Regions from separate parts of the Mus musculus genome. Here region 2 is linked to region 1. A link is a contact called in public promoter capture Hi-C data. All regions are on one chromosome and are shown on one strand. The core of a region is the stretch at or near the end of the contact, and the rest is flanking DNA. Distances in the headings are between cores, read along the strand shown.

Region 1 (3,901 bases), core at 705-3,204:
CTTTGCTGGCTCTGGTGACTGCAAGGATTCCGGCAGGTCCCAGTGTCATACTTCCTCCAGCATGGTTGCACCCCAAAGAGCATCATCCCCAACTGTTCTAATGCCTGAGACTACAGGGAAATATCTCATTCAAACCCACTGCACTGCTTGAAACTGAGGCAGGTGAGCATAGGAGATAGTTTAGTACACTAAGACCCCCATCCCCTATTTGATTTGAGATTATGAAGACACAGTCCTCTTGCAGTAACACACTTGGGAGCCTTCAGTGTCACATACTATACACACACACACACACCTCTCCAAACAATGCCTCTAGTAACCTCAGAACTTCTAGCTATATCAGGCTACCCATACTTCCATCTCTGAACAGTAGTATAAGTTTTCCCGTCCTTGGCAATGTTCAAATTAGACAGTTTCCATTCAAGTATATTCTCAGCATTGTCTGTGTATGAAGAATGGAAAAGCTGATCTGGCCTGACCTAGTTTCAGATGCATACACAAGAAAGGAAAACTGTGCCCTCTGTTACTTTTAGGGAGACCCTCCTATTTACCTTATGCTGATACATAAGGGCACACTTATGTTTAAAATCAGATGCATTATAAAAAGGACATGCACAGTAGAGAAAACGAATATATGACTTACTCTATCAATCAGAGTAGAGAACCACCCAAACTACATATCTAGTAATCAGCACCCCCTTCTCCTGAACCCTATAAAAGGAAGCCCTGAGCAATAATCTGGACACTGAGAATCTTCACTCCCATAACTCATTGTCAATCTTTAATAGCATACCTACATAATATGTAATTTCACTTTTACTCAAATAACATTATCTTACTTTTTTTCTGTAAGCTCTTAAATTCAATTCTTTGGAAAAGAGGCCAAGAACCTAGAAATGCCCAGCCCAGACCCAGAGCACCAGTTATGACACTACTGTCATTGTCAGACTGGTGAGGAAGATGCCAGGAGAGAACAAAGGAAACTACTAGGCTGAAAGGAGGGAGAGACAGAGAAGGGAGGATGAGAATAAAAGGACCTGCTGTTTGCTGGACTGCAGCTCTGTATTAGAGCACTTACCACTCTTGCATAAAGACCTAGGTTCAATATCCAGTACTGGGGAGTGGGGATAGTGGAGGAAGGGCAGAGCCTGCTGTTCTACACCTGATAGTCTCTGTCTCTTTAAGGGTATAGTGTATTTTTGGTCTTTTTCTATTACATCATCAACCTAGTGAAAACTAGCAAAAGCCCATTGTTTCCTTCCTTCTTTCCTTCCTTCTTTCCTTCCTTTCTCTCTTTTCCTCTTTCTCTCTTTCCTTCTTTCTTTCCCTTTTCAAGGCAGGGTTTTGTAGCCCTGGCTGTCCTGGAACTCACTCTGTACACCAGACTGGGCAGGAATCAGAAATCTGCCTGCCGGGCAGCCGGGTGTGGTGGTGCACGCCTTTAATCCCAGCACTCAGGAGGCAGAGGCAGGCAGATTTCTGAGTTCGAGGCCAGTCTGGTCTACAAAGTGAGTTCCAGGACAGCCAGGGCTATACAGAGAAGAAACCCTGTCTCGAAAAACCAAAAAACCAAAAAACAAAACAAAACAAAAAAACCAACAAAACAAAAAATTCCAGCAGCAGGTCAGATTGACCAATTCTAACACCAAGACCTTGCCGCTGCGCGCCCAACTCACGGTGCAGATGCATATATGCCCTGAACTCAGCCGTCAGGGCGGGAGGATTATTTTCCAGGCAACTCGAAGCCCAAGTGATGCCCGCACCCGCAGGTAACGGAATGTAAGCTGACCTCTGCTGGTACCCAGACCTGATCCTTAAACAAGACCTGTGAGTGGTTGCACTCCCTTAGACCAGAGGCCAGGCCTTCCCCGATTGGTCAACGTTGGGCTGGCGCTAGCTTCCATTGGTTAAGTGCTGCGTCTCGGCGCGTGGCCTTCTGGGAATTGTAGTCTCAGTGTCCCTGGCGCTGCCGCCATTGTCCAGCGGGAGGCCAGTCGGGTGGTCCCCAGGACGGGGCTGAGTTTAAAATTAGGGTGTCCTTGGACGTCTGTGGCTAACCTGTTGGCCTGGAATGGACCACCAGGACAAAGCAGCAACAGTGGCAATGGCCTCGCGGCCGCAAGCAACACAACTTCAGGTAACAAAAAGGACAGATTGGACTCCGAGTCCTGCTGTCCCCGACAGAGTGACCTGTAACCCGCGGCGCTTTTTCCACAAGAGAAACAAGCGCTGTGGCTCAGCCTCCGAGCCTGGGTCCAAATCTAGTTCCCTCTGTGTGCATGCTTCAGCCTCCTGTCTGCGTGCCATGGGGTGGAGGGGAGGAGGGTGGTCATTTCCCTGAGGACTGACAGGCTCTGCTCAGGGGTTCGATCCCACTCTGGCCAACGCCCTCCCATTTATCCCGAAAGACGGTTCTCGGAGATGACAGGTGACTGGCTAGCATTACAGAGCAACCACATTGCGGGTACGGTCCTCAAAACATGTCCTAAGGCGCAGAATCAACCGACTTTTAAGGGAACCTCCGCACCATGACCCCTATTTTGCAAGTAAGGCATAACTTCACGGGGCAGAGGTACCAAGTTAGGAAAACAGAAGTAACTAGTAAGGGTCACGCCCTTCTGGGCCTTGGGAAAACTGGTAGGTGTGGCTATCAGTGTTTGTCTAGCTCCTGATCATCAAAGTCTGCACTTGTAGACAAATTGCTTATTCTGTTCACCGTAGTTCACCTAGCAGAAGCCAAGACCATTTCATACATAAGTTCTGCAACTTTGAAATTATGCTCTGGAGGTCAGGAGGTGGGTATTTGGTTTGCTTGGGGGAAATTTGCGTTAATTACATTTGGTGTGAAAAGTAAGCTTATGATAGTCTTAGATTGCAAATGATCAGATTCATGTCATCTCAGTTTTTCATGAAATGTGACCAGAGTGTAGAACTGAGAACTGAGGCCTATCAACAGCTATATGAATGAGCCATAGTGAAGGTGGATTCGCCAGCCCCAGTCAAGTCTCAGGTAACCGTCATGAGGCTGACAGTTTGTCAAGGAGTAAGCGATGAGACGGGCGGGAAAAGAGGTGTGTTTAATCAATCTGTTGTCGTGTTTCAGGTAGTACACACAAAACGTAGTGAGACCTGAAATAAACACTACTTCATGGTTTCTGATGGGGTAGGAAATCAAGAGTGACTTAGTTTATGGATCTACCCTAGGCTCTTAAAGTTATATTCAAAATGACAGTCCAACAGTTATTACTTGAGACTTATCAGAGCCTAGAAGACCCACTGTCAAGATAGTTCATTCACATGCTGTTGGCAGGAGAACTCAGTGTTTCTCCTTGTAGGCCTTGCTATGAAGCACTTAGGTCTCACTGTGTAAAGTGAAGTTTCCTATAGAGTGGTGTGATCCAGAAGATGGCAAGGTAGAAGCTGTGTTGTCACCTGTGACCTCAGCTCAGACTTTATGCTGTCATTTCCACAGTATCCTATCAGTTATAGAAGTCAGCATGGTTGCATGCAGATCGGGGGTGGGGAGGGGAGGGGGGGTTACTAAGGGGCCATTTTGGAGACTAGCCTCCACAGGAGCAAGGACCAAATAAGGAGACCCTAGAGGTCTAGTACATTAGTTTCTTGTGGTTGCTGTAGCAAGTATTTACAAAATGTGTGGCAAAAGACAATGTACATTGTAAGCCAAGAGTGGTGACGCATGCATATAATCCAGCAACATGAGTGACTGAGGCAGGAAGATGATAAATTCAAAGCCAGGCTGGACCCTCTCTCAGAATTAAAAAAAAAAAAAAAGGTGCGGGGAGGGTGGGGGGGACACAGTCTAGAGATGAGAAGTCAGAAATGAGCACCACTAAACTAAGCAGAGCCATACTTCCACCAAGTTCTAGGGGATGTTCTCTGC
Region 2 (3,901 bases), core at 704-3,203, about 29 Mb after region 1:
CTCTTCCTATAGTGTTACAATCCCCTTCAGCTCCATCAGTCCTTCCCTTAACTCTTCCACTGGGTTCCCATGGCTGGGTCCAATAGAAAGAACAACAATATTAACTAACCAGACCTGTCTTAGTCAGGGTTTCTATTCCTGCACAAACATCATGACCAAGAAGCAAGTTGGGGAGGAAAGGGTTTATTCGGCTTACACTTCCATTCTGCTGTTCATCACCAAAGGAAGTCAGGGCTGGAACTCAAGCAGGTCAGGGAGCAGGAGCTGATGCAGAGGCCATGGAGGGATGTTCTTTACTGGCTTGCTCAGCCTGCTCTCTTACAGAACCAAGACTACCAGCCCAGAGATGGTCCCACCCACAAGGGGCCTTTCCCCCTTGATCACTAATTGAGAAAATGCCTTACAGTTGGATCTCATGGAGGCATTTCCCCAACTGAAGCTCCTTTTTCTGTGATAACTCCAGCTGTGTCAAGTTGACACAAAACTAGCCAGTACAAGACCCATCAGTGCCCCCAGGAACTAAACCACCAACCAAAGAGTATATATGAGTGGGTTCATGGCTCCTGCTACATATGTAGCAGTAGCAGAGGACTGCCTTAACTAACATCAATGGGAGGGGAGGAGCTTGGTCTTGTGGAAGCTTGTTGCCCCCCTGGGGGTAGGGGGGGATGCTAGAAGGGTGAGGCAGGAGTGGGTGAGTGGGTAGGAACCCTCATAGAGGCAAAGGGGAGGGGATGGGATGGAGGTTGTGGAGGGGAGACCAGGAAGGGACAACATTTGAATGTAAATAAGTAAAATAATTACTACTAATAATAAAGACAAAGGAAGAAAAAAAGGAAAAAGAAAAAGAAAAGTTCTATTTTACTCTCAATACATGAGGGCCTACCTGGCTCTGTCAAGCATGTTCCTGGGTTTGAGAAAGAGCTATGCCATTTTCTATACATAAGGGCCTCACAGAAAGCCTTGCTTGATCAAGCCAGTCCTGGACCCAACAGTGTTTTCCCTTTTCAAAGAGTTGCCAGCCGGTGTTCTCCTGCGAATATGGCAGAACTATGCTTTTTCTCAAGAAGAAAACTAGCAGCACTTTGTGATAAACAGCCTTTAATGTTGATTGGGACTCTATAACGCTCCCTTGAGCAGCCAGTTCTTTGCTATGAGGATGGCCCTAGTGGCTGGTTGTCAATCAGAGTAGCCTCCTTTGTTAAGCACTGGAGCACTTTTCTGGACAATCCTAGTGAACAAATATATCTATCCTAGCATCCTGATCTCTAACGGGTCTGGTTAGCACACTACTTATCTGTAGGGTGTCTCAGAGGCATTCCTCCCTCAGCTAAACTCTACTTGCTGTCGCTTAACTATCTCCTAAGCATTGGTAAATCCTTTAACATCATCAATTCTACTCTTCTACACCACAGTTTGATATGGGAGTGCTACCCAACATGAGATGCCTTTTATAACTTCTACAGAATTAACTCCAAATAGGTCTTACAGCTAAATGTTAAATGATGGGGGAGTTAACTTTTAGAAGTAGAGAAACTAGGCCTCTCTGAGTTTGACATCCTGCTAAGGATGTTTCCACACACAAGTCTCTGAGCCAGATGCTTTGAGCAGATGCCGCCCTCATAGTGAAGTTATTCACAGCCCACCGCTGGGTTCAGGGAATGACTAGGACAAAAAGGGAAGTAACAGGTGGTCAGATCTGGCCACACTTACCACCCAGACCCAGGGACAAGCCACCATACCAACTTCTGCTACACAACTGCCTGCTCCTTCCCTCTGTGGGCAGTGGCTCTGCACTCACCATGTCGCGAATTAGCAACTTGCTAGAGCTTCCCTCACAGCACCCAGCAGCAGCGCTTAGAGAAAAACAATCAGAACTTTTCCAGCAGGGTCCGTTATAGAGCTGAAACTGCCGCAAGGAACCCGGAAGGTCCCGCCTTCTCTCCTGACTGACAAATCCACCCCAAGGCTCCGATTGGTCACTAAGTCTTGCGTAACATGAACAGCTCCACCTCAAGGTTCTGATTGGCCATTAAACCTCCCTTAGGGTTAGAATGTGCAGATGGGACTCCGCTTGGTTGCTGGCCTGGTCTTCCACTACAGTATCATTCTTTCTGCAGATACACAGAGATTTGAATTTCAGTAGCGCTTGTGCCTGTTTTCCAAAAGCATACCCGTCTGTCTTCCCATCCAGCTCTGGGGAGAACCCACCGCGTCAGCTCGGGCTGCTCCTCCCCTTTGTAGGAATTGACCCTGCCCTCCCTAGCTCTCTAAATCGGGAAATCTGGAGCTTGCTTGAACTACCTTTGCTTTATTCATTAGGCACTTCCCTTTCTTCCTCCGGAAATGAAGGTGGATATGTAATGGAAATCAAGCTTGCGTATGTAATTGCCAAAATTAGCCTGTAAGCGTTACCGGCCCAGGAGCCAGGTAACTTCTAGCGATTCTGGGAATTGTAGTTTTTTTTTCTAAGTAACCCTCGTGAGAAAGTGCGGTGGCCAAATTGATTATCTGTATAAACCCCTACAATATGTGACCGGGGGCTATTCCGGCTGGGAAATTCTGCGGATATTTCTGACCCAGGTCCATCTCTTGGTCAGTACCTAATATTTAATAAACTGTTGCTTTTAATTTGGACCGAAATGGTGGTGGGGGGGGGGGAGGAGGAGGAGGGGGGGGGGAGGAGGAGGAGGAGGATGAGGAGGAGGGGAGGAGGAGGAGGAGGAGGAGGAGGAGGAGGAGGAGGAGGAGGAGGAGGAGGAGGAGGAGGAGGAGGAGGAGGAGGAGGAGGAGGAGGAAGAGAAAAAGCCCCAAATTCTCTTTTCATCCCGGATAATGGAGGGGTGGGCTGACCCAGCTGTGTCTAGGGTCTCCAGGAAATGCATTCCCTCTGCAGAATCCCAAGGTGAATGGCAGACTCTAAACAGTAAGCTTCCTGTTGGTTCCTGGATTATGGTTAAGAGATACCCTGTCTGATAAACAGGGTGAAATTGATGGGGTTTGTACACCCCATTCGGGCAATTGGGAGACGCCTATTTTTTTATTTTACTTTTTTATTCTTTATTTTTATGTATTTATTTATTGAGTAATTTCTGCGTAGTTGGAAGTTCATCCAAGGCCATCAGTTATTTTCTGATCCGTTATTTGCCTTGGAGCCTTGGAAATGCCATCTACTGACGCTGGGTGACAGAAACTGCAGTGGCCCAGTATGTGGCAACTTCACCTGGGTTCCAACGCCTAGGCTGTTCAACAAAGCAATTTCCAGAGGATACCAGGCAGTCCAGGGATTATACAAGAAATCAGTTGAAACACAATCCTATTGGTAAAATTGTCATAATCAGTCTGGTGAAACCTCTGTGCGACACCAATTCAGTCTTTACTGTTGTCTGTTTTGTGACTTGTCCACATCCGGTCTGTCCTCGTGGGTTACTATTTAGGGGGCGTCTAAATTAAACAAACACACAATATAAGGACTGATGGACCTAGAAGTAGCAAAGACCAATTTTAAATATTGTTGTCTTATATATCAGATCTGTCTTTGTATGATCTGTCTAGTGAAGCTGAGCCTCTGAATTTGTGATGCTCTGACTTGGGATGGTATCCAGGAGCCAAAGACTCTACCTTTCAGTCTACCTACAGTCGCAGGCCCTTCTTTTGCCTGCTCCTACCTCTGTCTAGCTGGCAGGAAAGCTGGGTCGATAAAAATGTAACATCTTAGAACACCAAGCATGGGTAAGGGGGACTTGCGGTTAAAGAATTCACAAGTAACACTTGGGGCCCAATGGATATCTTTGTAATGTCCAGAGCCTCACATAGAAGCCAAGTGCTGCTGGGCTGCCCTACCCCCAACTGCATTGAGCCAGACCCAGCTCCTCTCCAAAATATGGATGAATCTTTGATT

What was found. Promoter capture Hi-C pulls out the DNA fragments that hold promoters and counts their contacts.
Region 2: a promoter capture Hi-C map of pre-B cells shows a contact between it and region 1. The contact joins the promoter of AI987944 here to the promoter of Zfp128 in region 1. A contact is called at or near these places in 2 of 39 promoter capture datasets (cranial neural crest and pre-B cells).

Annotation. Positions count from the first base shown.
Region 1 is chr7:12,879,224-12,883,124 of GRCm38.p6, forward strand. Zfp128 (zinc finger protein 128) reads left to right here and starts at 1,955. Exons shown (of 4, transcript NM_153802.4): 1 at 1,955-2,137. The coding sequence starts at 2,072.
Region 2 is chr7:41,391,426-41,395,326 of GRCm38.p6, forward strand. AI987944 (expressed sequence AI987944) reads right to left here and starts at 1,954. Exons shown (of 5, transcript NM_001199330.1): 1 at 1,802-1,954. It overlaps Gm17102 (predicted gene 17102), which reads left to right and starts at 2,273. Exons shown (of 2, transcript NR_166533.1): 1 at 2,273-2,595.